7 separate regions of the Mus musculus genome follow, and all the other regions are linked to region 1. The links are chromatin contacts, called in public Hi-C and promoter capture Hi-C maps. All regions are on one chromosome and are shown on one strand. Each heading gives the region's core, a stretch centred on a gene start, on an enhancer-like site or on the middle of the called end of the contact. The rest is flanking DNA. Distances are from core to core; before and after follow the strand shown. Region 1 holds the start of Gosr2 (golgi SNAP receptor complex member 2). Region 2 holds the start of Dhx8 (DEAH (Asp-Glu-Ala-His) box polypeptide 8). Region 3 holds the start of Mrc2 (mannose receptor, C type 2). Region 4 holds the start of Tlk2 (tousled-like kinase 2 (Arabidopsis)). Region 5 holds the start of Mettl2 (methyltransferase like 2). Region 6 holds the start of Ubtf (upstream binding transcription factor, RNA polymerase I). Region 7 holds the start of Gpatch8 (G patch domain containing 8).

Evidence for each region. Promoter capture Hi-C pulls out the DNA fragments that hold promoters and counts their contacts. A called contact is a pair of places that touch in the nucleus more often than the background predicts.
Region 2: a promoter capture Hi-C map of pre-B cells shows a contact between it and region 1, with 4 times the contacts expected there. The contact joins the promoter of Dhx8 here to the promoter of Gosr2 in region 1. A contact is called at or near these places in 1 of 39 promoter capture datasets (pre-B cells) and 1 of 115 datasets of contacts at active chromatin or transcription factors (thymic regulatory T cells).
Region 3: a contact with region 1 is called in a promoter capture Hi-C map of embryonic stem cells, with 2.6 times the contacts expected there. The contact joins the promoter of Mrc2 here to the promoter of Gosr2 in region 1. A contact is called at or near these places in 2 of 39 promoter capture datasets (embryonic stem cells and liver).
Region 4: a contact with region 1 is called in a Hi-C map of CD8 T cells, with 7 times the contacts expected there. The contact joins the promoter of Tlk2 here to the promoter of Gosr2 in region 1. A contact is called at or near these places in 2 of 39 promoter capture datasets (liver and pre-B cells), 1 of 484 Hi-C or Micro-C datasets (CD8 T cells) and 1 of 9 other capture datasets (adipose tissue).
Region 5: a contact with region 1 is called in a promoter capture Hi-C map of liver, with 5 times the contacts expected there. The contact joins the promoter of Mettl2 here to the promoter of Gosr2 in region 1. A contact is called at or near these places in 8 of 39 promoter capture datasets (the 3T3-L1 cell line, 3T3-L1-derived adipocytes, the C10 cell line and 4 more), 1 of 484 Hi-C or Micro-C datasets (B cells), 1 of 115 datasets of contacts at active chromatin or transcription factors (large pre-B cells) and 1 of 9 other capture datasets (adipose tissue).
Region 6: a contact with region 1 is called in a Hi-C map of CD8 T cells, with 7 times the contacts expected there. The contact joins the promoter of Ubtf here to the promoter of Gosr2 in region 1. A contact is called at or near these places in 1 of 39 promoter capture datasets (pre-B cells) and 1 of 484 Hi-C or Micro-C datasets (CD8 T cells).
Region 7: a Hi-C map of B cells shows a contact between it and region 1, with 8 read pairs. The contact joins the promoter of Gpatch8 here to the promoter of Gosr2 in region 1. A contact is called at or near these places in 2 of 39 promoter capture datasets (the C10 cell line and pre-B cells), 2 of 484 Hi-C or Micro-C datasets (B cells and CD4 T cells), 1 of 115 datasets of contacts at active chromatin or transcription factors (double positive thymocytes) and 1 of 9 other capture datasets (liver).

The regions. Positions count from the first base shown.
Region 1 is chr11:103,695,835-103,700,030 of GRCm38.p6, reverse strand. It overlaps Gosr2 (golgi SNAP receptor complex member 2), which reads left to right and starts at 2,308. Exons shown (of 6, transcript NM_019650.4): 1 at 2,308-2,401. The coding sequence starts at 2,373. It overlaps C130046K22Rik (RIKEN cDNA C130046K22 gene), which reads right to left and starts at 2,307. Exons shown (of 3, transcript NR_102389.1): 1 at 2,159-2,307.
Region 2 is chr11:101,731,103-101,735,298 of GRCm38.p6, reverse strand. Dhx8 (DEAH (Asp-Glu-Ala-His) box polypeptide 8) reads right to left here and starts at 2,343. Exons shown (of 23, transcript NM_144831.2): 1 at 2,111-2,343; 2 at 1,058-1,143. The coding sequence starts at 2,258.
Region 3 is chr11:105,290,618-105,294,813 of GRCm38.p6, reverse strand. Mrc2 (mannose receptor, C type 2) reads right to left here and starts at 2,168. Exons shown (of 30, transcript NM_008626.3): 1 at 1,913-2,168. The coding sequence starts at 2,027.
Region 4 is chr11:105,179,825-105,184,020 of GRCm38.p6, reverse strand. Tlk2 (tousled-like kinase 2 (Arabidopsis)) reads right to left here and starts at 2,494. Exons shown (of 22, transcript NM_001112705.2): 1 at 1,970-2,494. 1700052K11Rik (RIKEN cDNA 1700052K11 gene) reads left to right here and starts at 2,588. Exons shown (of 1, transcript NR_027956.1): 1 at 2,588-4,196.
Region 5 is chr11:105,124,428-105,128,623 of GRCm38.p6, reverse strand. Mettl2 (methyltransferase like 2) reads right to left here and starts at 2,199. Exons shown (of 9, transcript NM_172567.3): 1 at 2,018-2,199; 2 at 1,757-1,848. The coding sequence starts at 2,127.
Region 6 is chr11:102,317,019-102,321,214 of GRCm38.p6, reverse strand. Ubtf (upstream binding transcription factor, RNA polymerase I) reads left to right here and starts at 2,119. Exons shown (of 21, transcript NM_011551.7): 1 at 2,119-2,367.
Region 7 is chr11:102,553,654-102,557,849 of GRCm38.p6, reverse strand. Gpatch8 (G patch domain containing 8) reads left to right here and starts at 1,692. Exons shown (of 8, transcript NM_001159492.1): 1 at 1,692-1,770. The coding sequence starts at 1,726.

The sequences.
Region 1 (4,196 bases), core at 1,059-3,558:
GGAGAGATATCTGAGCAGTTAATATCACTTGCTGCTCACCTAGAGGACCCGAGTTCAGTTTCCAGCACCCAGCTGAGTTCCATCTGCACTCAAGAGCACATAGCTACACATAGACACATAGAAAAAGGAAACACAGAGGACACACCTTCGAGTGTATCTGTTAGGGTATTTCCAGAAAGGGCTGGCTAAAGGGAGAATACTCACTGGGTGTCACTATCCCATGGGTTCCATCCCTGACTAAATAAGACAGAAAAGGAGAAAGCCAATAGAATGCCAGTCTTCTCCTTTCTGTGGTCTGGTCTGCTGTGATGTAGTGAATTGTTGCCTACAGTCTCAGCACCGTGAAGTGGCCTGCCACCATGACTTTGCTGTCATGGTGGGTGGTATCTTCTCACACTGTGAGCCAAAAGAAACTCTTTCTCTCCTAAGGAGCTTCTCTTCAGGCCCAAGTCACAGTGAGGAGAGAAGCCACCAGCGGATGCTGTTACACAGTACAGGCAATACCTTCACTAGCAAAGCACAGTAATGGTTTGGGTCAGTAATCCCCAGCAGTGGGAAGTGTGCACAGCATCCTGGGTGCCAACGCAGTCAGCACTAGCAAATGGCACAAGGAATTGGAAAGGCAGGGAAAGTTACTGAGACTGATGCATTCAGGCCCTGAAGACCTGTGGCATTATAAATAATAACAGCTTTGTTTTCTTTTGTTTTTCATGGTGGTCAGAAATAGCACATTCAAAAATAAAGGACAAGAACAGGTATAGTTACTGGGCCCACAGTGGATAGTATAAGGAATCTTTGCTGTATTTATTACAAAAAAAGGGAATATTATAAAAATGAATACCATCCATCCTGGCAGCAAAGTCATGGTGGCAGGCAGCTTCATGGTGCTGGGAATGGAGGCAGCTACTCACTGCACCTCAGCTGAGCAGAAAACAAAGGAGAAGACTGGCACTTTCCCCCTATTACTTATTTTTTTCCTGTTCTTATAAATCTGTAATATAATTTAAAATCAAAATGCCTATAGAGCAAAGACCCACAAAGATTTGACCTGGGACCTCACACAAGTCAGAGACAATTCTACTGAGACACACACAAGCACACATATACATACTTCCCTGTGCATCCCTCACCAGCAAAGTACTAAAAAACTAAGGATACAGCCTTTTATCTATGCCCCGCCCCCACGCTACTCAACCTTAGCTAAAGTGCACCATTCCCACAAACCCTCTATCGGTTCTTGAAGGCCCCCCATGCTTTCTTGATCCATGAACCCCTACTGCTCTTCTCCAGGCAAATGGTCCTTAGTCATACCCTAAATGTTGATTGTTAATTCAGCTTTAAAATAAGGACTTTCTCAATAGACAGCGAAACACCAGGAATGTGTTTTACCTGGGTTCCTATCCTACATATCTGTGCATGGTGCATAGTAGATGTTCAATAAATGGGAGTGGAACTGGGAAATGTAATGTTAGGGAAAGAATGAATATGGGCGGGCAGTCTCTTGGGACATAAAACTGGGAGGGATGCAGGATACAGGAAAATCCAAGCTTCAGCTCACCAAAGGAAGAGGAACAACTCCTCCCTTGGGAGGAACTGTAGATAAGAACCTAGATGGATGGAAATGAGATGGGCCTAGGTGAAGACAAGTGTTTGAACCTTTCCAAGTCCTAATCCAAATGTCACCCGCCCTTCATGTCTTTAAAAACAATTTCCTATTGACCACAACACCAGCCCAGCTCATTATCTTTGTATTTATTTGGATGTTCTACCATTATCTTTGTACTTATTTGGAATGTTTATTTGTATACAGATCGTAGTTCCTTCTCTAGTCCAACCTCTTGAAGAACAGGGAAATTTTGGTTGTTCCACGTCATATGCTAACCACTCACTCACTGTGGGTTTACTAAAAATGAGCCGGAGATGGGAAGACTAGTGGGCGGACTAGTTCGAGGCAGGAAAAGCACGCGTCGTGAGGAAGTGAGATTCCCCAGACCTGTAATTACACACTCCAAGGAGAAGCCAAGCCCGACCGCGGGGCGGAGAGCGACGTAGAGAGTCGCCGGCGACTTCTCGGGGGAGGCTCTGACGTCAGTGCCTCGCGACCGTCCTCTCCGCTACCTGATTCAATCCCGGAGCTGGACTTTAGCAAAAAACTCACCCCCGCCGCTCTCCGCGAGCTCCGGCCCGGAGCCACACCCATCCCTCGCGTCCCGCTTTCCTTCCGCGCAACCCCGTCTCCGACCTCACAACCACCACGGGACAGGCACACTCGCGGGCGCCCTACTCAGCAGGGCGGGCCCTGAGACCGGAAGCCGGAAGTGGGGTTGTGAGGACGTGTTCCGAGGAAGCCGCAGGCCGGCTAGGCCGGCGTCATGGAGCCCCTATACCAACAAACGAACAAGTGAGGGCTGCGTCGGGGAGCGGGCTGGGCTCCGCCCGGGCTGCGGCCCCTAGGGCTCGGGGCTCTGGGGACTGTCATTGTGGAGGTTTCCGCTCGGGCTGCTCCGCATCTCTTAGCCCCTGGTGCGATGCTCTTAGCCGAAGGGGATCGAGCCGGGGCGCGAAGGCTTGGGCCCGGTAGCTCTTGGCCGCAAGCCGTGACTGCCTATTGGCAAGGGAAAGCAGCGCCCCTAGGTTACAGCACTTGATCCAGCACCTGCCAGCTTAGTCCTCCGGGTTGGTAGAGCTTAGAGAACAGAGAAAACTGTTGCCGAGGCTTGTGTCTATGAATCTATTGCTTAAGTGGGAGTGTCAGGGGTTGTACGAAAGAAGTATTTTGTGTACTTGATTGGACATTTAAAGAACTTATTTTTGTGACACAAAGACGGGCAGGTAACTAGTGACTATTTTTGTGAGTCATATCTGATTACAAGTTAGCCTTAAGGAAATTGAAATTGAGTCTTAGATTAGCTTTTCATAACTAAGTTTCCTTGGTGGGTCCTTTTTTTTTTTTTTTTTTTTTTTTTTCCATACCGTCCTTTGTTTTGGGAACTTGCAGTGTTATGCAGCTAGACACCATGAGGGGCCACATACCTATGTTAGTTTAAGAACTTTCTATTGATTGTATGACAGCACTGAAAAATCTTATTCCTTGGGCCTGAAAAATGACATAAACTAGTCATCCTGCCTCCCCAGGAAACTCATAACAAAAAGAATGGAAATAAGATGGTGGTTATTCTCTTTTTACCTTTTTTTTTTTTAAATTTGTTTATTATATGTAAGTACACTGTAGCTGTCTTCAGACACCTCAGAAGAGGGCATCAGATCTCATTGCAAATGGTTGTGAGCCACCATGTGGTTGCTGGGAATTGAACTCAGGACCTTCGGAAGAGCAGTCAGTGCTCTTAACCTCTGAGCCATCTCTCCAATCCCCCTTTTTACTTTTGTCAACAAAATGTTTGATTTGGGTGGGGGAAAATAAACTACATTGTAATGACAATTTGCATATTATATAATAAGTGTAGGAAGAGATTTTAAAAGACTATCCTGTGAGTCACGTGGAAAAGGAATGAGGCAGAAAATTGCCCTCATTTACTAAGAACGGATCCTTTCCATAGCAAGACACATGGACCTAGCAGAGCGGTGAGTTAATCTGCTAGTTGCTGAATTGACAGAACAGTGTCAGAACATACTCGTCTCACTAGAACTTTGAACTGATTCTGTGATTATCTCTAACTGTGAAGGTACGTTGACATAAAATCGATTATTTAAAGTCATATAGCTGGAAAAGTCCTGAGCACTGAGTGGATGAACAAAACAAAAAAAAAAGAAAGAAAGAAAGACAGGATGTTTTACATTAGCAATATTCTACTAGGATGAGCTTTAAAGAGAATCCAGTAGGCTTCCATTTTGGGTACTCATGTTCATAAAAGATACATTTGTCCCTTGTGTTGTCTAGCTGCCATCCTGGAATTCATCTTTAGATAGTTTGGAGTAAGTAGGTCTCAGACACAAACAGCTCTGGAGTGATCACGCAGGCTTTTCTGGTGGTTTTACTCAGTAGTTAGTTTTAAGAATTATTATCTCAAGATCAGTTTGTCAGCTTGCCTTAGGAGGTAAAGACTAGCTATGGAGGTAGAGTGGAAGACGTGACAATAACCAAGTGCATGTGAAAACTGTGGGCGTGTATGTGTTGTGTGGGTGTGTGTACATTCAAGATGGGATTCTATTACATAGCTGAGGTTAGCCTATAAGTT
Region 2 (4,196 bases), core at 1,094-3,593, 2.0 Mb after region 1:
AGTGTGCTTATGCCCTCAATGTGTGCTGACTAGACAAGAAAGCACAGAATGTCAGCCTGGGACAGCAGGAAGCTAAGTTAGACCAGAGGTTCTCAGCCTGTGGGTCACAACCCTTTTAGGAGTCACCTAAGACCATCAAAAAACACAGATATTTACATTATGAGTCATAACAGTAGCAAAATTAGTTATGAGGAAGTAACAAAACATAAATGTATAGTTGGGAGGCACCACAACATGAGGAACTGTATTAAAAGGTTGCAGCATTAGAAGGCTGCAGACCACTGGCTTGGACGATACCCAGAGACCATTTCTTCCCATCTTTTAAAATTGTCTCCAAACCCTAGACTATTATTGCTCCTGACGTCATTTTTCATTTGTTTGTTGGTTTTTTGAGACATGATTTCTCTTGTGTAGCCCTGGCTGTCCTGGAACTCACTCTGTAGACCAAGCTGGCCTCAAACTTAGAAATCTGCCTGCCTCTGCCTCCCAAGTGCTGGGATTAAAGGTGTGGGCCACAACTGCCCGGCTTGTCCCTGACGTCCTGATTCACAGAACAAGAATGTCAACATCAGGGGCTGGAGAGATGGCTCAGGGGTTAAGAGCACCAAATGCCCTTCCAGAGGTCCCGAGTTCAATTCCCAGCAACAACACATGGTGGCTCATAACCATCTGTAATGGGATCTGATGCCCTCTTATGGTGAGTGTCTGAAGACAGCTACAGTGTACTCACATAAATAAGATAAATAAATCTTTAAAAAATGTAAGTGAAGAAAATATCTAATAAAAAATTAAAAACAAACAAACCAACAACAACAACAAAAGAATGTCAGCATCCTCAGACTTACTGCCGGAAGTCCTGCGGCATTCTCCTAGGACAGTGGGGAAGGAATCTGGCTCCCTGGCCAGCAACGCAACTTTACACATTTGATGGCTTATTTACTTGATATGCACAAATCGCTCCTTCCTACTTAAAAATCCTTTAGTGCGATCAAAATTTAAATTCAGTAGCAACACCAAAGAAACAAAAAGGAAACAAAGAATCTTCAGATATACATACTGTGAATTCTGCACCATTTTTGACCAGAGAAGCCTTAAAAGTATCAAAGGTAGTATTTTTCTCAGCAAGACTGATGACAAATTCAGCTGTTAAAAAAAAAAAAAGGAATTATAAATGGACTCAGATAATAATTAAATTATAAAAGAACTCAGGAATCCGCCTGCCTCTGCCTCTCAAGTGCTGGGATTAAAGGCGTGCGCCACCACTGCCCGGCTTTGTCGTCGTTTTTTGTGACGGGTCATACCCTGATACATACCATGCCCAAGCTACCCTCAGATTATCTACGTGTGACTTTGGAATTACTAATCATTCTGCCCTCACATCCCAAGCCTGAGATCCTAGGCGCCTGCCTGGCTGTCATTTACTTTTGAGGACATTCTGAAAAAGCCCAACACCACCCAACCCTGTACCTATCAAACGGAAGTGTTCCCCTCATGCTTCTAATTCACATACTCGGCCTCTCATTTTCACAAGGGCTCCGGCTATGCATATAATTACGATCTGGGCCCCGAGCCTTTCTTATTTTCTCTCTGGGTCCCCTAGTCACAGTTTGCCCTTAAACATCTAATGACTAGTATGTGAGAGATAAGAAGATGTAACTAATTTAAGAGCACGGCTCAAAGCACAAGCTCGAAGTAGATGCTGACTACTGCCTGACTGTGCGAAGACCAAACAAGATAATGTAGATGAAGAGCTACCCATAATATCTTGTGAGCTTCTAAAAATTACTGGCCGTAATTACAACCATCATCTTCGCGGGGGCTGCTGCTGCTGCTATTGTTAAAGCTATTTCGCCCCCCAGAACTGAAAAACAACAATCGAGCAGAAATTGCTGCCCCAGCCTTCACCGGCAGCTCACAGAAATGGTTTCTAATAGCTCGGACCGGATGGTTCTCAAGCAGAGGCCACCGCCACAGGTTCCCGGAGCCCAAGTCACGATGACACACACACAGACACAGACAGACAGACACACACACACACACCATCAACCGCTTCTCTCCTGCCTCCCTCACCCCCAAAATCAAAAGCCATCGGGACCTTCCTCCAGCTCACCCAGATCCTTGTCGTTGATGCCCAAGTGATTGTCCAGCTCCGTGCAAACCTTCGACACCAAAGACAGGTACTCAAGTTTAGCGAGTTCTTCCGCCGGGCCGGGCTCCGAGCCCATTAGGACCCCGGCGGCGGCCACGGCTACAGCCATGGCTACAACTTCCCTTTGGTCTCCTTCCGGCCGGCCAGAACGCGAAGCCACAGCTTCCACTTCCGGGTCGGCGCTCGTCTCTTTTGTTTACAGGGACGTCAAGTAAAGTTAACCGTCTTTGTAAGGATCAGCGAGATCTGGCAGGAAGTTCCCACAGACGGGCCAGACGCACTGAGTTACGCTGTTCGTTCAGTGGCGGCCTCTAGCGGGGGGGAAGACTCCACCCGCCTTTAGGTTTTTTTAAGGATCAATCTCAGCGCGCCTCTGTGATCCGTCAGCAGAGGGCGACCGTGGCCTGCGCGACTGAACAGCGCCTCGGAAAAGCAAGTTGGCTTGTCCTTGATCAGCTCAGTTCCTGACCTCATGGCAAGTGATCTCAAGTGACCTTACACCAGCAGACGCTAGATTCTGGCTGCTTATCTGTAAACTCGGATAATACGGTCTAAATGAAATAGATATGCAAAGTGGCTGAGCCACAGTAGGCACACTGAAAATATTAGTTGCTGTTATAACCCCCCCAAACTGCGAGTGGTCCAGCAAAGCTTATCTCAAGCATTCCTGTTGCCAAAACCCTCAGTCCTCTTAAAATCTGCTTCTCTAAATGTCAGCTGTGTTGTGAACCTGAGGTCATAAATTCAGGTGTCCCAACTTTTACTTTTCCCTTTGGCAGAACCTTGCAATGAAGATGAAGGGTTTCCCATGTCTTAGTATTCTGTGTAAAAAACAAGAAAATACTTCCTCTAAGGTGAGTAGCCCTCCCATCAGTCAAAAGACAGAAAATGAGCCCCCTCTGCTACTGTTGGCTGACTCTGTTGCACTACTGTGTCTTTGAATTATTGGGAACACTTCAGTGATAACGAGTTGCAGGGAAGCTGGGCAGGCTGGTGCTCTCCTTTAATTGAAGCACTCGGAGGGCAGAAACAAGCTGTTCTCTGAGACTGAAGTCAGCCAAAGTTACACAGTGAGAACCTCTCTCAAAATTGCAGGCAAAGGACTATCACAGTAGTTCCGTGTTTCCAGGTTCCCAAGGATTTAGTACATTGCCATCTGAGTTCCTGATGCCCTTCCCTTCCTTATAACTTACTTGTTTTTATTTCCTATACATGGTTTTGCCTGCATTCATGTCTGTGTAAGGATGTCAGATCCCCTGGAACTGGAGTAACAGATAGTTGTGAGCTTCGGTGTGAGTGCTGGAAATTGAACCCAGATCCTCTGGAAGAGTGACCAGTGCTCAGAACCATGAGCCATTTCTCCAGGACTCACTCCTTCCTTCCTTCCTTCCTTCCTTCCTTCCTTCCTTCCTTCCTTCCTTCCTTTCTCCGTGAACAGAATGAGAAAGTCTGCCCTTGATGCTGCTTGCTTATCTGCCAGTATGGAGTTAGGTTTCAGGAGTTAATTCCACTTGACCCTTCTTTCTCTACATCTCCTTGCTACTAAAACTTCATATTTCTATCCAGCTGCACTTTTAACACTTAACAAGAAGAAAGGACAAAGAGATTGGGAGCTGTTTTTTAAAGCTCTATCAGAAAAGACTCTAAATTGGACATGGCTGCACTCGATTTTAATCCCAGTACTTGGGAGCTAGAGGCAGGCAGATCTCTGTGAGTCCTAGGCTAACCTGGTCAACATAGTGAGTTCTGGGACAGCTAAAGCTAAATGAAAAGACTAATATCCCAGGTGTAAATCATGCCTGGTAAATCCCAGCACTTCTCAGGAGACAGAAAGTCAGCCTTAGTAACTACATGGTGAGTTTGAGGCCAGCCTGAGCTACCTAGCAAGAAAGACCCTATTAACAACCACACAAAAACGCTATAGAATCATAACATGTAGTCATGGTAACAACTTTCAGAATTGTTTGAGAATTGCTGTGTGTATGTCTCAAGAGTAAACATGAACAGGACACTGTAGCCACCCGCGGCCACACGAACTGGGGGAGGC
Region 3 (4,196 bases), core at 919-3,418, 1.6 Mb before region 1:
CACCCCTGGGGTGCCTTTCAACTCCTACCTCCCACAAGCACTTCTACCTAGAGCCACAGGTTCCCCATGGTGAAACTTGCAGAGTGCTTGCCCCTTCCATCAGGTTCTAGCCCAGCCTCCCAGATGAGGGGCCCATGGAAGATGGCAGGGTAGGGTCGGTCAGTGCTGTGTTTGTTCGGTGACAGGGAAGTTGTGTGGTTTTTACCCTCCTGTTCAGTTGCTTTAGCGAAAAGCCCCTCTCCCCCACCCCCTCTCCCCCACCCCCACTCCCAGCTCCGTGAATCCAGGCTGGGCTTCTTCAGGGCTCAGGAGGGTGATCCAGGCCACACAGCAGCCCAGACATGGGCATTTTGTGTGTAGGACAGTCTGAGAGAGCAGGGAGGGACAGAAGCAGAGACCAGGAAGCCCAGGGACACTGTAAGCCTCCTTTTCCTCCCTGACTGGGCCCCTCATCAGGCATCTCCACCCCCCTGTCAAAAGCTCCCTGGGGGAAAGACCAAGTCAGCGCTCTGGCCCAGCTCTTTCCCAGGGCCTGGCGTTAAAACCCAAGCTAAGGCTCTTGGAATTGGCTGTCCTTTCCCTCCTCCCTCGAATCCTGCAGTCCCGTGTCCTATACAGAGGAACAAGGCTCTGGCAAGAACCCCGGGAGGTGAGGGGCACGCTGATGCTACCAAGCTACAAGGGGCTCCGGCTTGCTTCCTGTGTATGCAGGCTTCAGATCCAGGTGGGAGGGAAGGGCAGAGGAGGCTCCTATGTAACTGTGGGTCACCCTGACCCTACCTTTCCCCTCAGCAAATGCCCACAGCACACCAGGCCACCGCAAAGGCCTCAGACTCTTCAGGGGGCCCTCTAGTCCTAGCACAAAGCTGCAGCTGCTGTCCCATCCCTTTCCGCTGACCCAGCCCCCAATTAAACATAAAAAGGGGATGTGGAGGCAACACCCAGCACATTTTTTAAAATTCTGAGTGCCTCTGCCCCCCAAGATCTACCCTATCAATGTTTATGAGTGTTCAGGTTCTTGTCGAGGGACCTGTCTGACCTCACATTTCAGATAGTTCTAAAATAACGACGACGACGACGACAACAACAACAACAACACAACAACAAAAAAAAACATACAGAAAAGAGAAGGGTGCAGTTTGGGGGGCTTGTGTGGTTGGTCTTCTGTGGGTTGTGGTTTGTATCTTTAGAAACTCTTTTGCACCAAAGACTGTCCACTCTGGAGAAGTGCCAATTTGATCAGAATTGAACACACAAAGTGAGAAACGAACACACACACACACACACACACACACACACACACACACACACACGCACGCACGCGCATTCGGTTCTCCTGGCACAAAACTGTTCCACAGGGTTACGATCGAACGGTGCATAAGTCCTCTGCCACAAGCTGTCCTTAAAGACCAAGTAAGAAAACATAAAGACCCCATTGCCAGACGCTGAACAGACTGACCCCTCACGTACAGAGTAAGAAACAATGCGCCTCTGGCTCTCTGGTTGTATATCAAGGTACCCAGACCAGCGCGGGGCGAGCGCCGGGGGTCCGGGTGGCCCGGACACCAGCCCTCCCTCTCCCTCCCAGGCCGCGGTGCCTTGGCTCCCCTCCCCCGCCGCCTGCCACATCTGGTTCCACTCAGGTCCTCCCCCACCTCCAGGCGCGCTCCTCCTCCCATCTCCTCCCTTGCTCCCAGAAAAGTGGAGACGAATTTAAAAAATCCAGTCACACACACACACACACACACACACACACACACACACACACACACGCACACACACGCGTGCGCGCGCACACACACACACACACACACACGCACGCACGCACTTCTTCAGAAAAGATGGGAGAAAAAAAGGAGGGAAAAGTCAAGAGGCCCGACTCCCGAAGTTGGCCAAGTTGGCAGCGCCTTACCCAGGAGGGCGGCGGCGGAGTCCGCCGGGTGGCCGAGACGCAGTCCCCCGAGAAGCAAGACGCAGCGCAGCAGGTGACGAGGCCAGGGCGCGAGGGCAGGTCGGATGGGTACCATCCCTGCGGCGCTCGGAGGACGAGAGTACGGAGGGCGCACGGCAGGGCTGCGTGCAGAGACAGCCCTAGCGCTGTGCTCAGATGACCGCCGGCGAGGGGATCGCATCCTCCTCCGGGTCCGGACGAAGTGATGCCTCCCGGAGAGGAGGAGGGAGGAGGCAGGCCCCGCAGAGGGAGGGCGGAGGGAGGAGCGCAGAACCCTGGAGGAGGGTTTGAGGGGCAGAGGGGAAGGGAAGCGGGCAGCGTGGGAGGGGACGGAGGAGGCGCGGGGGCGCAGGGCTGGGGACCCGGCCGCAAGGGAGTGCGTGTCGGGAGGGAGAGGAGGCGAAGGCTGGAGAAGAGGATCAGCGAGGTCCACAAGGATCCCAGTGTGCGCTCTTTATCTTCCCCTATTCTGCTTCTTAATTCCTTCCCGCCTTGTCTACCCTCTCTTTTCAGACCGGGCCTGGAGCCCCAGACGCTGCGTCACAGCTTCTCCTGCTGGCGCGAGAGGCGAAGCAACTGCAAAACTTTCCGCAGAACTTCACCGCGTGGCGAAGCCTGGGCTGCTGCGAGGCCTGGCCAGCCGAAGGATGGGATGCGCGACTGACTCAGGTGGCCAGTCTTGGGCCCCCAGCATCCCCTCCATCCAGCCTCTTCTGCCAGGTTTTAGGCGCTGAGCATCAGCTATTTCCTTTCCTAAGACCCCCCTCCCCTATTTCTGATGGGGAAGAGGAGGAGCTCAGAACTCCGCGCCACCCGTGCGGAGGTTGGGGGAGGGGAAGGTAGAGCTCCTGTTGCTTGTGAGCAGCGCAAACAATTCTTGATCATCTTGTTTCAGCATGTGTGACTCCTGTGTCAGTGTCCCTGGCACAAAGAATGTAACACTTGAGTTGATAGGGGCCGCTGTATCCAGAGACCTGGGACAAAAGCGGTCCACTGGATGTCCCAGAAGACCTACATCATTCCCACCAGCTGGGCTGCTGGCCGGTAGCAAAGAACAAAACGGAAATTTCATGAAGACAATCCAGTTACTTAGCATTATGCAACAGGTCAGATGGCAGAGCAAAGCACTGGGCTGAGAATCTGGATTTTGGAGAGCAGCCGACACCTAACCTCTGATTTCCCAGTCTTGAAAGTGATGCTTGGGAGCTCCAGCTGAGAACAGGCTTGAGATTTCTGGAGTCCAACAGCACAAAGCAGACTCACCTTCTCCCATCACAAGAGATCAAAACACTGTAAAACTGTAATATAAGTTTTATTGTTTCCTGGACTGGCCACTGAGGGGCTTTTTTTTTTTTTTTTTTTTTTTTTTTTGAAATAACAAACATGACTTTTCATGACTCCTGTTGTAGGTACTCTTTCTGTATCTCTGCAATAAAGGCTCTGCTCCAGGGAGGCTCCACCTTAGCCCTTCTGAACTCTGCCAACTGAGATTCTTGGCTTAATATAGCCCACTGATTGCAGGTCCCCAAAAGGAGCACCTGCAGGCCCCTGGAAAGGTTCTGCTAGCCACAGCCCTGACTGTCAGCCAAGTGAACAAAACCCCTTACCCTAAGGCTAACTTGAGCAGGGTTGCAGATTGGCTTCTGGAAAGTGTTCACAGCTTCACTGGCCCCATGGAGCCTCTCTTCTTGGTTTGACATGTCTTGGGATCCTAAGGTCCTGTACACAGCTGGCTATGCTAGGGCTGTCTTCTCCTGACACCTCCCTCCTTACAAGTCTTGTCATCCTTGAGGGATTTGAGAACCTGCCAGCTATGGATGAGCTGCACTTCCCTATCTGAGCAGCCTAAATACAGGATGCTTCTGGGACAGAATCAATCGGATCCCTCTTCCACCAGCCAGGGCAGGTTTTGGTACTACCCAGCTGGCAGAGTAAAAGCCAACACTGGGACATCACACAACTGTGACATGGCTCCAGCCAGTTGCTCACACAAGACCCACTGTGTGTTCACACACACTATCAGTCCTCCCCTGTCCCCTCACCAAACATCATCTTGTGCCAACCGCCATGAAAGCAAAGACAAACTAACACACTTGTAGTTCTGCGACTTTCATTTGATGGGAGAAATAAACTTTTGGCCATAGCCAAGGCTGAGAAGAGTCTGCTGGGGGGTGGAGGAGGGGAGCTGGGAGGTATGGAGTGCTAGCAGAGTCTTGTTCAAGGCCCTCAAGTCTGTCCTAGTCAG
Region 4 (4,196 bases), core at 1,245-3,744, 1.5 Mb before region 1:
TTCTACTTTTCCTGAATTCTAATTTGGTCTTTATAGGGGGAGGGAGGTATGGAAGTCTACCCCCCGTAATAATCCTAACATTCAAGAGGTATAAGTAGCAGACAGACACAAATTTAAGGGCAGCCTGGTCTACACACAGCAAACTCAAGACCACCTAGGGCTACATAAATTTAAAAAAAAAAATTACAAAAAAAAGTAAATAAAAAGAAATAAAGGGGCTGGTGAGATGGCTCAGTGGGTAAGAGCACCCGACTGCTCTTCCGAAGGTCCAGAGTTCAAATCCCAGCAACCACATGGTGGTTCACAACCATCTGTAACAAGATCTGACACTCCCTCTTCTGGAGTGTCTGAAGACAGCTACAGTGTACTTACATATAATAAATAAATAAATCTTTAAAAAAAAAAAGAAAGAAACTCTTCATATAAACTCTGTAAAAGTTAAGCAGAAGGGTAGAACAAGGGCAAACTTACAAATAGAAAACTCCTGTCAGATACCTTTCAATCTAAGTACTTCTAGAGATTTCTTTCCCAAACACATAAGAACTAGTTAAGCTAAAAATATGAGTCATTTAATAATTTCAAGTGAATCCAGAGTGAATCAGAAGCTGCAAATAACGTCAAGAAGCCCTACTGTATATAGCTCCTTTCTCTGAATAGCTCACAGTAGCTAGTGAAAAATGGAATTCTTTCATGGTAAATGTAATGTAGAACCCAACATAAACCATCAACCTACATTCACTCAGGAAATTGATGTAACTGTAACAATTCCTTTACAAAATCTTTTTCTGACCACTCCATGGAACAGTAGTTTCCTCTCCACTCTGGGTACCTGCTTGCACTCCTCCCAAACAGGGAGGAGCAGGAGGGCACCATTTTTAAACTCTTTTCCTGACCAATTAATGTAGATGCTATGAGCAAGTTTGTCCATCCGATGGGAGAAAGTACTCTTGCATCATCCATTAAAAAGTTCTTCAATATTGAGAATAGAAAAAGAGCATGCATCATAACATAGGAACCCTTCAAACATTCTAGTATTCCAGAGTTACTGGAGGCACTCCTGGAGTGATTGGCAGAAATTTGTATTAAAGTTCACTGAAAAAGGAATCAAACCTTCTCTGCAATCTAACAGCTCCATAATTTCCAGTAACATCCCCTACACCCGTCCTAACTTTCATTTCCCTTCCTGGACTGAATGCCTGGAGCAAAGGGGAATGAAAAGGTGACGAATTCAAGTTTCACTCACACACACAAGTAAGGAATTAGGAAACTGTTAGAATGGTAGAAAGGCATCTTAAAAAAAAAAAAAAAAGACTGAGAAGAAAACCGAGTTTTCCCTAAGTAGGTAGGTGGCCTTGCTCACTACTTGTCCTGCCCTAATAATCGAGGTCGGAAAGGCAGAGGTTACAATGCAGTCTCTCCCCAATCCCAAGGTCTCTGGAAACATTTCCCAACCCTCCATCCCCAGGCCTGGCCCAGAAAATGAGGCCCTAGCAGTTACCCCATTTAATGTCAACTCATGATCAGAAAATACCCACCCCATCTCTTTCCAGAGGGGCTTTGGACCGGGATCCTCCCAATGGCCCCAAGCCGGGAAGCAGGACCGATGGGGCCTGGTCCCGGCGCCCCTCGCCGGCTCCAAACTTTCCCCAACTCCGGGCCCACCTGTCACGGACGGAGCGAGGGACAGCTCTCGGGGGCGCCCCGTAGGCTGCCGAGGCCTCCAGCTCCCCGGAGTCGCCTCTCCCGGCAGGCCGACCGCCACACTCCCAGGCCTGGGCCTGGTCCATCTTCGGCCCGGCCCCTCGGCGACCCCGCAGCCCTCGGGGAGCACCTCCCGCCTCGGCGCCCAGGAGCTGCGGCACGACGCCGGCCCGGGTCGCAGCCTCCTCGGGCCCTGGAGTGGGGCCCCCGGGACGGTTAATACCCCAGGCCCCGGCGCCCTTCCACGTCCAGGGGCTGAGCTTCTCACCTGCCGCCGCTGCCGCTCCACTCTCCTCTCGGGAGGGGCCCCGACCCGACCCGGCTGCTGACCGCTCCGCTCTCCCCCTGGGCAGGCCCGGGGCGGAGCCGGGGCCTCTCCTGAGCGCCGCAACCCCCCGCCCGGGCAGCCGCCGGCGGCGCCGGGCTCCACGACAGGGCGGGCGGGGGAGGGGGGCCACGGAGGCCGCAGATCCCCGAGCTCGCGTACGGAGCCAGGCGGCTGACGCGGGCCCGGGCCCGGGCGGCCGCCGGGGGGCGCGGGGCCGGCCTCCTGGCGCCGGACAAAGGCCAAGGGAGGCGCAGAAGGGTCTGGGTCGGGCCGAGAAGTGGGGGCCCGCTCGGCTGGGGGCCACTCGGGTGCGGCGCGGAGGGCGGGATGGGGGGGGGGTCGGAACCGCTAGTGCCCAGGACCCGCCTCCGGCCCCTTAATCCGGATCGGTTCGGTCCGGATTAGTAGTGATCGGTGTAAACACACTAGTGAAACCGCGTGTTTCCTCGCGAGATTTGCACGGCTGGGAGGCACGGGGGGGGGGTGTTCCTGGGGTGGGGGGGAGGTAGTGCCGGCCGTGGGGGAGGGGACGGGAAAGGTGTTGGGGGGAGGGTCGCTGCTGCCCCCGGAGCTCCGCCTCCTCCAATCAGCGGCCGCGCTGGCGGGCAGGGGTTAACCAGGGGACCCCGCACCGGCGGAACAGGCCGCGCCTGACAGGGCTGCTGAGGGCGGGCGGCTGGCGGCGCTTGCGGCCCCGCCTGCGACGTGAGGGGTGGTTGGTCGGCTCGGGGGCGCCGGGTAAGCGGCCGGGGCCGGAGCCTCGGGAGCCCGCCTTTGTGGAGACAGAGTCGGAGGCCGACGGTTGGGCTGCGCCTCAGGCCGCGGAGCAGCGTCGGAGCGGCGACCCGGCGGGACTGCCGCGCTCGCCCTGCCTCTCATCTACACACATTTTTTGGGGTGAGGAAAGAGGTTGCTCTGCCCAGCGATGGATCCGAGGAGAGAGCCCGGGAGCGGGGCAAGGGGTGTCACTGAGTTCGCGGTGCCCACCCGATGTCCGCCAGCCGGCCATCCCCCGCAGCCATGGTCCACGTCCCCAGACCCCACGCCACGCCACGCCACGCCACAGGCACGGAAAGCCGGCCGGCGGCTCTCGCCTTCCACGTACCTGACTGGCCTGGCGTCTCCAGGGACAAAGGTGTCCTGGGATCACAGCCGAGCCCTCACCAGCATGCCCCCCTCCAGAGCGGAGGTCGCTACCCGCCCCCCGGGGAACTCTCTCAAAGCACCTAGGGGGAGGTTCCATCTTAACCTCCGGTGACAAGATGGCCCTCCTGGGGTGCTGGGGGCCTGCTCTTCAGAGTGTCTGCTGAGAGGGTGAGCGCCTGCGACAGGAGGGCTTTCCTGCATGGGAAAGGGTTCCACCTCTGACCCCAGCGCCAAAGGGGGAAAAAGTCACTTTCTTCACCTAGTTTCACGAGCCAAGACACGGACTTCAAAGTAACGACTCAGCTTTTTGTTTTCTTCTGATGCTTCCTTGACCAGATGTCTGAACGTGTCTGAAGGACTACAAGGGAATCACAAGAGAAACATTCAAGCTTTTACACAGCCGGCTTGAACTTTTCCAGGCGTTGGCAAGTACTCCAAAGTAGAATTCTGTTATTATTAATTTTTCCACATATTGACTGGACAGAGACCTGCCAAATGGGCAAAGGATGATAATTCCTTTTTGTACATTCTCCATCCTTCAGAACTCAAGTAGAAAAACTCAAATTGGGAGTCATCTTCCAGATCCCAGGCTGCTTGGAAAGATGAACGTTTTGAAGGGAAGAGGGGAAGAGCAAGTCAGGAGCAAAGGGTAGGGAAAGGGGGCAAGGAGGAGCCCCCAGAATGCAGTCAGTCTCAAGCATGAAAATGATGAACAAAAGGAGTGCACTGTGGCTCCTCAAGTCTGCACAGTGGGAAAACAAAGACAGTTCTTTGATTATAGTGAGATCAAGAAAATAACACCCACATTCCCATAACTTGGGAGACTGAGATGAAACAAGATTGCCAGCCTGGGTATCTTAAGACCAAAAGAAAGGGGCCTGGAGAGATGACTCCGTGGTTAAGATTGGCACTGTTCTTGGGTTTGCTCCAAAACATCTACACCCGTAAGGCTTCCATGGACAGTGCGTTCATGTGCACACACAGACATAATTAAAAATAAATCTGAAAAGAATATGGCCTG
Region 5 (4,196 bases), core at 950-3,449, 1.4 Mb before region 1:
CATAGTCTCAGAACTGGACACCTCCACTGGTAATCATCTTGCTATCTATCTTACATTAAGGTCATTCACTTTTCATCCCCAGGAAACCCAGCTTCTGCTGGAACCACCAGACAGGGAGTTAGCTACCCATCATTTTCCTCACACAGCTTTGGATGGCCTTCAACTACAGGAAAATTATGAAATTAAGCAAATCCCTAGCATTGCACAGAAGTAAAGACCTAATTCTTCTTGGTTTCAAGGTTCTACTCGTCAGGGACAGACAGGTTCTTTGGTGTGTGTGGTAATTATTTTCCCTTGTAAGTTTTTTTTTTTTTTTTTTTTTTTTTTTAAATTTACAAGCTAAATGTCCCAGGTTCTTTGGACGTTTGTATACATTCAGTGACTGTCATCCACGAAGCTTTTCAGAAGGCATGTTCCTGCTTCTTTAGAATGCAGGGGCCAGGCACAAAGTCAAGATTGCTAATGAATACTAAAATAAATAACCAGAAAACACACAAAACTAGACAATGGGAAACTGCCTTCCAGAAGCAAGAAGAGTTTTGATTAATCAGGAGACTGATAGGGGCTCTTTTTCTGCTCGTTGTCAACACAAGAGACCTGGACTAGAATTGATGAAAGAATAAAAACCTGAGAAATTGGAATCCACCACTGACTGCTTACCTCTAGGCAAAGCACTTAAGGCCCCGTGGTCCAAGTTTAATCGTTTTGGAGACTAGATCACCCTATGCTGCCCAGGATGGCCTCCAATTCAGTGATCCTTCTGCCTCAGCCTCCCACGGAGCTGAGTCTACAGGAATACACCACTGCACTTGGCTAACTGGTCCTTTAACTGCGAAAAGAGGATACTGGGCTACATGATTTTCAAAATCCCTCTCAACTCTACGAAGCTTTATCTAGTCTTATCTACCTAACAATGCAGGCAGGGTGCCTACTTTGCAACTGGAATATATACATATACTTATTTTTGAGACAAGCTCTCATGCAGCCCAGGCAGGAGTGGAACTCTACGTAGCAAGGATGCTCTTGACCCCACTCAACCTCTTGTCTCTGCCTCCCAAGAGATTACACCCCTACATCTTAGGAGGTACGTGCCTGGCCAGTGACCTCGGTACTATAGAGAAACTATCAGTGCTTATTATCATAACCGATGAGCCATCTCTCCAACCCCCTGATGCCTATTACCTTAAAGTTCCAGGTTTACTTTCAAACGCCTCCTAGAAACAGGGACAACCAGTTCTAGTATTTTATAAAGGAATTATTCTTGTCTTCGGAAATGACCTCTTTCGCTTTGAGCAGACTCGTCTCTCCACTCTGCTGCACGCATCTTTCTTTGGTAGAAGTCCCACATCTCCAAACCCAACACCTCAAGAAAAGATGTTATGATCTAATCCTCTCCTCCCACAGTACGTTAGGATCCGACCACATCAATCTAGCTCTGATGGAAACGTCCCAGCAGAAGGTAAACTGTAGAAGCTACCCTAAGATGACTGAACGACTTTACGGTTGCCACAGGCCAGCCACATCAACGCGACACTCGTAGAACTAGAGAGTTCAACAACAACAACAACAAAGTCCAACCCCAATGGCTTCAAGACTTTGTTAGAAGACAGCCCCTTTGCCTCCTAACCCGTCCCCTCCCCGACCCGTTCTGGGCCGGAGTTCTCCATCAGGTCAGTGATAAAACGATCCCGGTGCCCCCATTTTTCTTGCCGTCTGGAGGAGGCGCGTCCCACACTGCGGGCACAACGGAGCGCACCTTGCTTCTCCGGGCACACCAGCGGGGAGCTGTTCTCCTGCACTTTCCTCTCCGCCGCCGCGGCCTGCTCCTCGGACCACTTCACGTTGTCCCTGTGAAAACCAAACGGGCAGCTTCAGGCCCACCGGTCCCGGACCCGGGAACGTCGGTCCTCGGGAGGCGAACGCTTCAGCTACCGCCGCGGGAGGAGGGCCAGCGGGCAGGGCTTTTCTCCAAGTGCTCCGGGCTGGCGAAGAGCCGGGCGAGATGCAGGGCAGTTACCAGGCATTGTGATGGAAGACGCGCGCCGGGTCGCTCAGGAACCGGTGCCCGAACTGCGGTCTCTTCCCGTCCTCGGTCTCCGGCACGCCTTCAGGGAAGGAGGCCGCCATGACACCGGAGACGGAAACGCCTTCTCTTCCCGAAGGCGAGGACTTCCTGTGGGCCACGCCCCTTCCGGAAGTAGCGTCACTGGGAGGGAAGATGGAGGGCGGGGCGGGGCGGGGCGGGGCGGGGCGGGGCGGGGCGGGGCGGGTTCCAAGTGATTGGGAAGCTCAGCGGAGGCGAGTCCGAAAGGAGTCATTTCTCCCTGGAGATGCACAAGGGCGTGCAGCACGGGGAGGAAGTAGGAGGCTATTCCCTCGAGTACGGTTCCGTGCAGGTCCCAAGATTCCCCCCAGGAAAAGCTTTGACTAGCCGACTGTGATGAGACGTGGTCACCAGACCACAGTCCGCGGGGAGGCAGCGCGTGGGTTTTGAGAGCATGAAGCTTCCGTGTTAAATGACATAACCGACCACACCTCCTTGAAAAGCCAGGCTTAATTGGCACAATAAAAATTGTAATTCGTTCATGCATAGAGCTTGTAATATGTATTCAATTTATTTAAATGTATACATTGTACACTTATATACTATACATATATGTATAAATATTTTAAAACTAATAGTAGGTCACTGGTATATAATTTATAATTGCACATTTTTAGCCTTATATTTTCTATTTAAATAAATTTCCCCTTTATGTGTACGCATGGTTGTGCACCACGTGCATGCAATGCTCATGGAGGCCAGAAGAGGGCACCAGATCTCCTCGAACTGGAGTTACAGATGCTTGTGAACCAACATATGGGTACCAGGGATCAAAATATGGGTCTCCTAGAAGAGTAGCCAGTGCCCTTAATTATAGGGCTCTCCAGGCTCTATAATTTCTTTAGGCTTGGTGGCAGGCAGCTTACTTGCTGTGCCATTTTACCAGCCAGAGTTATTGTTGTTGTTGTTATTATTGTTGTTGTTTTTGTTATTATTTTGATACATTTTGAAGGACTATGTAATTCTGGCTGGCCTCCAGCTCTCTATGCAGATTAAACTGGCCTCAAACTCAGAGATGTGCCTGTCTCTGCCTCTCAAGTACCGGGATTAAAGGCATTCACCATCACATCCAGCTATATGTATTTTTTTTTTTTAATATCATGCTCTTTAAAAGCTGTTAGTGTTCACATTCAACAATCCCATTATATAATTTTTGTGTGTGCAGAAAGCTCATTGTCCTTTTACTTGAAGTTCCAACATTATTTTTAATAAGTGAGCCATTTGAAATATATGGCTGCTTCTCTTTCTCTCTCCTCTCCTCCCTCCCTTCTTCCCCCCCCCCGTGTGTGTTTTAATTATTATTTTCTTTTTAAATATAGAATTCCTCTATATAGCTCTGACTATCTCATAACTCTCTTTGTAGACCAGGAAGGTTTCAACTTCAGAGATCTGCCTGCCTCTGGCTTCTGGGTACTGGGATCAAAGATGTGTGCTGCCTCCACACCTGGCTAGGTTTTTATTTTTGAGATTATGACATTACATCACTCCTCCTCAACCCTCCCATATTCCCCTCCTTACTCTTTCAAATGCATGGCTTCTGAAAATGGATGAGTGTGTCACTGTGTACCCTTATCTGGCTTCAAACTCTGGACCCTCCTGTCACGTCTAACTTTGCCAGTGCTGGAATTACAACATGCATTTCCAAATGTTTAACTATTCTAAACTTGAGCTTTTGTTTTTAGACCATTTTCTTTTTTGTGTCTATTTACATCAGTGTATTTCAGTGTATCTATTTACTTCAGTGTATTGTATCATTTACTGAAAATGGTGTGTGTGCTTGGTTTTCTTTTTTAAATTTATTTATTTCTATTTTATGTCCATTGGTAATTTAACTTCATGCATTTCTGTGTGAAGGTATCAGATCCCCTAGAACAGGAGTTACACACAGTTGTGAGCTGCCACGTGGGTGCTAAGACTTGACCCCTGGTGCTCTGGAAAAGCAGATGGTGTTCTTAACCGCTGAGTCACCTCTCCATTTTCTTTAAAAAATTATTTGTGTGTGTGTGTGTGTTCAGAGGAATATCAGATCTCCTGGAGCTGGAGTTACAGGTAGTTGTGAGCTGCCTGATGTAGGTGCTGGGAACTGAATTCA
Region 6 (4,196 bases), core at 870-3,369, 1.4 Mb after region 1:
AAAATCTCAGCAATTGGGAGGCAGAGGCAGGCAGATCTCGGGTTAAGTGCGAGGCTGGCCTGGTAAACAGAGCTAGCTCTAGGAGAGCCAAGGCTACACAGAAAAACCCTGTCTCAAAAATCCAAACGAAACAAACAAAATAATTTAAGAACAGACTCTTCAGTAGGTCATCCAAGGAAGAGGCCTTGAAGGCTACCCTTCTTTATCACGGCCAATCTGCCTCTCCTACACGCGGTGCTTCTAAGCTGAGCACAGCAGATCTGTTCCTGCAACGTGGCAGAGTGGGATGTGGAAATCCTGGGAAAGAAATCTCATTTTCCCCAGGAGACAAGAGGAATTACACCAGCAACGAAACTGTGGATGGAGAAGGCAGTGTGCCAAGAAATGGTCCAAAGAGACTGTGCGACCCAGCTGGCTGAGATGTGAGCAACAGCAGTGTTATTGTGGCAGCCCGAGGAGCCAGGAGCCATGGCGTGTCCCGGGGAGTGATGACACAAACCAAGCGTGGGCCGACCTGGTGGAAACCAGCGTCCTTCACATTGCCTTCTGCCTCCCTACAACTAATCCTGATATCCCTTCAGCCCACTAGCAGGGGAGGTAAAGACCACTAGAACCGATGGCAGTGGGAGGTTAAAAAGCGGCACACGCCCAGGCCTTTTCTCCCCAGACTTGCTGGATGGTGGAATACGGGAGGTTAGATCTGTGGTTGCCGGGCTGCTCAAATCCTGCCTTAAACCGGGGTGCGGAGCTCTCTTGTGGGCTCCCCGTCGTCGCCGGGGTGGGGGGACAGCGCCCGCGGCCTGCTTTCTCAGGGCTGGCCAAGCCTTTTTGACAAGCTGATTGCGAGAAGGGGATTGGCTGATCCAGGCGTGACGCCGGTAACAACAAAGGTGGAGTTGGAAGAAATTAGATTAAAGGAAAGGAGGAGAAAAAAAAAAAATTAAAGGGGGAGCTTGCAGGCAACTGGAAGCAGAGACCGAGGGGGAGACGCACGAAGCTCCGTTCCCGGTTCCGACTTCCCCCTTCCAGCTCTTTCGCACAAACGCGCTGGGATTTTGCTCTAAACCCCTACCCCGGTCGCGGCCTAGTTACTGAAGCCCAGGGTAAAGGGATGGCCGTTCCGCTGCTTCTTGAAAAACCTCCCCAACTCCCACTGACACCCTACTACGACACAGGGGTGAACTTTTTGTTCTTAACTCCTCGGATCATACGGCCGGTGAAGATGGGGGACATCGAGAACAACCCAAGACTGGCTCTGAAATCCGGAAGGCCCTCGCCGGGCACCGAGACCCAAACGAGGCGGGGTACTTCCCGGGTATTTTCATACGTTGCAAACCTAGGAGGCTTTTTTTTTTCCCTTTTTCTTTTTTGTAACATTCCCCTTCGCCCCCATCCCGCTTTAGCTTCAGGGTTGCAAAAGCAAAGCAATAAAAAAAAAAAAAAAAAGAGAGAGAGAGAAAACCTGCGCACACAGACACACACCAGTGGCGACAGGGGAGAGTTGGAAAAACGCAGGAGAGGAGGAGGCAGGAGACAGCAAGGATGGAGCAATGGGAGAGGGAGCAGGCAGGATCCCTCACAGATCCCCCTCCGGCCTCAAGCTGCCTTGCCCGCCCCGACAGGAGAGCGAGGAGTCGGGCAAGCAGATGGAGTGGAGCTCGCTCTAGGCAGCTGGCTTGGCCGGAGACTGGAGGAGCCGCCAAGCGACCGGCTGATTGGAAGAGAAACGCAGAGCGATGGAGGCGGGGGTAGGAGGACGATTTCTCTGCGGGGACTGGCGGCGGCGTACACGCCCGGGTCGGGCGCTGCAGAGCTTGGCTAGCTTTCAACCCGCGCTCGGCGGCTCCAGCCCCGCGCACCCCCGCCCCCAGCCCTGCCGGAGGCCCCGCAGGTGAGTGGGAGCTGGGAGCCAAAAAAGAGCTAAATGTCGAAAAACATCTGCCTTGGAAAAAAAAAAAAAAGCAAAAAACATTTTTTTTTTTTTTTTTTACTATTCCTTTTTTTAAAATTTCGTGCAGCCCCCGAGCGGTGGGAGGGAAGGGGTGAGGCTGAGCCGCCCGGAGGAGGCGGAGGGGCCAGGCGAGGCCGGGGCGGCCCGGGAGGCGGCGGCGCCAAGGCGGCTCTGACGGGCGAGCGCTCGGAGCGGCGCTGCGCTGCGCTGCGCCGAGGCGGGCGGGCGGGCGGGCGGAGCGGGGCGGGCGGAGCGCGGCGCGTGGGGCTCGCCATTAGCCGTCGCTCCGCTTCGCCATCTCGGGCTTTGTCTGGAGACTCGCTGCCCGGGCGCCGGCAGCTGCGGAGCTGCGGCTCGGCTCTTCCGCTTGCCGTGCTGCCTGGCGCCCCCGGCCCTCACTAGCACCCACTTGCTCGGTAAGTAAGCCTCGGTGCCGCGGATTTCGGGGGAAAGGGGTTGCTCTCTGGCGGCGCCAATCTCCGTCCTCCACGCGCCCGGGAAGGCCTGGATAGCCATGCCGGGCTGGATTGAACCGGCTCCCAGAGTGACTCTTCCGCTGGGGTCGGCAGCTCCTGGCCGATTCCCGGGTGTGAGGAGGGACGGGAGAGGTTTTTGTTGTTTAGGGGACTAAGAATATATATTTTAAGTTTCACGGGTGTTCTGCGGAGCATAAGGGAACCGAGAGGTAGGCGCCGAAACCTCGCACCGCGATCCGGGAGCGTGAGTCCCAAGCCGGTAGCCACGCTCCGGGGACCAGGGTGGTCGCTAGCCCGCTCCCGGAGGCGGGAGAGAGGAGCAGATGAGGACTAGGCCGGGAAACCGAGCTTAAGCTGGGAGAGCCTGGAAGAGAGCTCCAGAGCAGGGTTGCCGGCACCCGCGAGGCTCGCCGGCCACCCTCTCCACCGCCGCACCTCGGCCCTCCCTTCCTCCCGCGCCGGCCAAGCCTGCTAGTTCCCCCGCGGGGCTGGCGAGGTCGCTTTAGCCGCCCGCTTGCTCGCCCGCCTCGGCTCGCAGCCCCGCCGCCATCCGGGCGGCTGCGTGTCTTCCCTGTCCCGGCCCCCCCCTTCCCCGGCGGCAGCAACAGCAGCAGCCGCCGCCGCCACTACCACCACCCCCCTCCCCTCCTTCCTTGCCTCCGCCTCGGCCGCCCGGGTCCCCCCAGCGCCCGCCCCTCCTCCCAGCTGCCCCCCGCGGAGCCCGCCCGGGCAGGCTGTGGGAGGGAGCGGAGCCGGCGAGGCGGGCGGGCTGGCGCTCGCTCCCCGGGGGTCGGTGTGCGCTCTACGGGGAAGGACGCGCTCGCTGCCCCGCTTCTCCCGCCCCCCCTCCCGCTCCTCCTCCTCCCTTCTCCCTCCTCCCCGCTCCGGCGGCGGAGGCTGCTGCGGCGGCGGGGGGTGTGCGAGCTGAGGCCGGGGCCGGCGGGCGGGCGGGCGGGCTGCCTGCAGGCGGAGGGCGCTGTGCTTTGTGCTTTTCGCCGCGAGGAGCAGCAGGCAGCAGCCACAGCCGCCGCCGCCACAGCAGCAGCAGCAGCCGCCGCCCCAGCGCCGCCGCCGCGCCCGGAGGAGGAGCCGCTGCCGCCGCGGGAGGGAGTTGCGGCTGTGCCCGGCCGAGCGGGGGAGGGCGCCGCGCTCAGAGCCGAGAAGGGAGCCGCCGGAGCGGGGAGCTCAGAGGCCGCGCTGCGCCGGGTAACCGAGGCGGCGGAGGACGTGCGCCGGGGCCGGGGCTAGGGAGCGAGCCGCGGCTGCGGTAGACGCCGAGTGGCGATACCGGGAGAACTGTAGACAAGATGATCAGGGAACGGGGAAGGGCGCCGTGAGCCGGGGGTAGGAAGGGCAGGAAGCGAGGCCCAAGTGAGGCCCCGGGTGGAGGAGCCCGCGTTTCTCCGGCCGACAGGCGCAGTTCTCGCCGGCCGCCGGAGGGGGCGGCGGGGCCGGTGAGCGAAGCGCCCCCGCCTCGCGGCCGCCGTCCTCCCGCCCTCTGCTTGGCTCGGCTCCCCGGAGGCCGGGGCGGGGGCGCCGGCAGGGCTGGGCCGCAGGCTCGGGGAGGAGGCGGCCGTTCCCGCCGCGGTCGCGCCTCTGCGCCGGGTTTCTTCCGTGCGTGTTGGGGTGGCTGGGTGGTGGCGGCGGCGTCTCCGGCCCCGGGTGGTTCGGGGACGGGGGACAAGCTAGGCCGCTTCTCCGACTGCTCGCCTGCCCGGACAGGCGGGGACCGCGTTGGGAGGTCGGGAGGGGGGTAGCAGCGGGAATCC
Region 7 (4,196 bases), core at 443-2,942, 1.1 Mb after region 1:
ACCACATGGTGGCTCACAACCATCGATAATGAGATCTGACTCCCTCTTCTGGAGTGTCTGAAGACAGCTACAGTGTACTTACATATAATGAATAAATAAATAAATAAACAACAACAACAAAAATCCCATGATTTGTTTGGTTAGCATTTCTAGAGAAAGTCTCCAGCTGCTACCTGAGTGAGAAAAAAAAAATGATTTAGGCTCCAACTGCTTTCTAGATTGCTTTGTGACCAGTCCCTTGGACTTTCAGCTCTGCCCACACCCTCACCTTCCCTGGTGCCAGGTACAAATTCCAGAGGCTTGCTAGCTGACTAGGGAGAGCTCCAGGTTTAAGGAGAGACCTTGTCTTAAAATCAGGTAGAGGGGCTAGAGAGATGGCTCAGCTGTTAAGAGCTGATACACATACATACATACATACATACATACATACATACATACATACATTCATTCATTCATGTAGGCGAAGCAGTCTTACACTAGGTAAAATTAAACAGCCCCCCCTCACTCCCCCACCCTGTGAAAACATTAAAGAAAACAAGAGCTGGAAAGATGGCTAAGCAGTTAAAAGCACTTGTTCCACATGCAGAGCACCTGGGTTTGTTTCTAGCACTGACATACATGGTGATTCTTAACTGTAACTCTAGCTTCAGGGGATCCAATGACTCTGAACATGAATATATATGTGTGGAGGGGGGAGAGGAGTGGGAGGGGGAGGGAAAATAGTAAGAAAAAAACGTCAAGCTCTTGGTAGCCATGTGTTTAAGTTTCTCTCTTCTTCAAGGTTGTGATCCCTTTGTTATGCCTTGATTTATATGTAGCTTTAAGATAGGTCATTCTTTTCATTACAGTCCCCCCCCCCCACAGTGTCACTTAGATTTTGTTATTTGAAGCAATGTCTTATAGCCCAGGCTAGCTTTGAACTTCCTATGTAGCCAAGGATAAGCTTGACTTAATTTCCCCTCAGCCTCAAGCAGGAATAGACACTCGTTTATATTTACAACTATTAGGTTAATTTATTGGTTATCTGACTTCCTGCCTGGAATGGAAGCCCTTTGAGAGATTTTTTTGGTACCTCTTAAGTAACATTATTATGTATTAATTTTAAAAATACCCTCTTTGGACATCGGGGGGCGAGCCTCTACTACATAGAGAGCTACAGGAAACCCTGTCAACAAAATAACAAAAACAAAACAAAAAAACATTAAAAGTACTCTAGCTGTAAAGTCAGATCTCATGCTACTGTATAGCATTACACTGTATATTATTACAAATACGGGATGGGCTTGACCGTAAACAAGAGCATAAGAAAGAAAGACTTCTGAACACTGCTAAGGGAGCAAGTGAATACTTCCCAGGCCCCCAAATGCTCTGCCCTGCTGATCTTTCCCTCCGGAAGCGCTTACGCGCGCCGGCGCGAGTGCGCATGCGCGGCCCGCTGGGGTCGCTCGGGGCCGGGCGTGAAACCGAGCGATGTGAGAGGAAGGTTCCGCCTCCAGGCCTGCGCGCCTTCGGGATTCCCGTCGGAACGAATTCCTGTTCCCTCCTCTTCCCAACACCCCCCCAACAATCCCTCGCCAAGCACACATCCTCCACCCCCCTCCCCACGCCTGCTGCGCGCGCCCGGTGGGCGTGGGAGGGGGCGTGGAAACAGAGAGGGGGCGGGCGTAGCGGGAGGGGAGGAGCGAACCGGAGAGCGTCGTCCTGAGGAGGAGTGAGAGCGGCAAAATGGCGGACCGCTTCTCCCGCTTCAACGAGGACCGAGACTTTCAGGTAAACACGGGCGTCGCCGAGGACCACCCACGCCCCCGGAGGGCTCGCCGCGAGCCCGGGGCCGCCTCCCTCCCGGCCTCCTGGCTCTCCTTCCTTCTGCTCTCCGCTCCACCTTGCAAGCCGGCTCTCGCCCCTTCCTGCCTCTCATTTCTCCAGGGGCCTCCGGGGCTGAGATGAGGCCGCGTCCCCGGCTTCATCCCTATTCACGCCGCTTCTTCGGCTCGGCTTTCCTCCTATTTTGCTCCTGGCTTCCCGCTCCGCAGCCGGGCGCTTTGTGGGGGTTGCGCTTTGCTTGTCTCGGGGCCTGTGCAGGCGCAGGGCCGGCCCGGCCCCCGGGGGAGAGGGCTGGGGCGGGGAAGGCTTGGGCCAGCGGTTTTCAGGCCGGGGCTATGGAAGCCTTGGCTTTTGCTCGCCCCGATCATCCTGGGGATCGCCTCTCCGTTTTCCCATTGTGACAAACAAGCCCTTTATCGACTGTCTAACCTAGTCTTCCCCCTGGTAAAGGGCGCCCTTTCTTATCAAAGACGCCTTTTTTGTTGAGGCGAGCCATTGAGCTTTCTCTGGGCATAAATAACTGCTGTTGTTTACAGGCCGTTAATTGGGTTGGGGACAGTAAGGTATAGGTCTGTGGACTGGCGTAAACTTAACTTCGAGACCTACCAAGATTTGTAAAGAAGCATAATTATGGCCTTTCCAAGCGGGAGTAAATTCGTTCCTAAACCTTGATTTTTTTTTTTTTTCTTTCTTCGTTTGCAAATGTTGATCTGGGAAAGATGTCCGTGGGGTGGCAGGCATTAAAGAAAAAAACAACAAAAACAAAACAAAACAAAAAAACAAACAACAAAGGCCGAATTAGAATCATTAGGCTTTTAGATATTGAAATTGTTACTGCAGGCATAGTTGGGAGACAATAAGGGATTTAGTAGCCTTTGGTTATTTCTAGGTAAAATACATCCTCAGTTGCAAATCACTGCATTACTACCGCATCTCCTGGCAACAGCAATTTAGGTCAAGGGATGAGCCTCCGAACTCGAGTTTTTGTATTCCTTTCAGCTTCCTCAACGCACCTCTAGCTGTGTCAGAAGGCAATTTGAAGGGTTTGAATTCTTGGAGATGATTGGGTTGATAGACAAAGCAATTTCAACTGGTTTAAAATCAACACTGTTAAATAGTCTTAGGTGTAGAACGCTATGGGAAGTTTTGCAGCAGTAAGGGATTTGGGAGTTGCTGAAAATGCCTTGTGGTCATGTGCCTGCCGCAGAAACTGCAGCCCAGCACAGCATCTTAAGGTGTTTTAAGGATTTATCTCAGGTCTTCCAAAGTTTGAGGTGGACATTTGATACCCGAGAAGGAAGGCAGGCTTATCTTTCTTTTCTTTCTCCCTATATCAAGCCCTATGAAGCAGGTATAAAGTATATACGCTTTATTACTATTTTTTGTTAATTTAAAATTATTTAGGAGACAGTAGATGACGAAAACCTTCCAATGCTTTTCAGAGAAAAGAATTTCAAGGTGACCTAATAAAATTGAAAACAGACAGTTTTGAGGAAAAATGGCCCTCAAGTATTTCAGCTGGCTCAAACGGGGTTTTGAATGAAGATATTGAAAACTGGCTATTAGGATGTGAGTGTCGTCACTTGGAAACTGAGCAGGGAGACTCTTCTTCGATGCTTTAGTTGAGGTACTATAAAATCTGACTTATGGGATTTATGAGATGGGTCAGTGGGTAAAAAGCCTCCGCCTCACAAGCCTGGCCGCCTCAGTTTGATCCCTGGAAGGTGGAAGGAGAGATCCAACTCCAAAAAGTTGGCTTCTGACCCCAAATTATATGTCCCCTCACATGATATGCACAATAATAAAAAGTCACAGCCTTAAAGGTGGCTTAGGGAGTTTGCCATCAAATCTGAGCGGAGTTAGTGCCTGGGCATCCACAAGCTGGGAGGAAAGAACCAAGCCAGTTCCCCAGAGTTGGCCTCTAACAGCCCCCATGACGTAAATATAATAAAACGGTTTTAAAACCAGAAATAGATCCTTTGAGCTCTTTGATGTTCGTACATACATTTTAATTGTATTTTCTGCACTTGCTCTGACATAACCCACTTAAAATTCTAAATGTCGCAGTATTTTGCATAAAGGGTATTGGAAATGGGAAAATTGTTGTGAAACCATGTCGTATATATCTCATACTAGCACTAGCCTCAAGTCTGCAGTCTAGCCAGGGAGGACTTTGAATCTCTGACTCCCCTTCCTCAACCTCTGAAGTGCTGGGATTACAGGTGTGGTCTTTCATCCCCAGGGTTTTGTGGTGATACTAGCAAGCACTATTACCCACTGAGCTAAGTCACCAATCCAGAAATGGAATTATATTTTAAATTATGTTTTATTTATTTATGTATATATTTATGTTTGTGTGTATGTGAGTATCG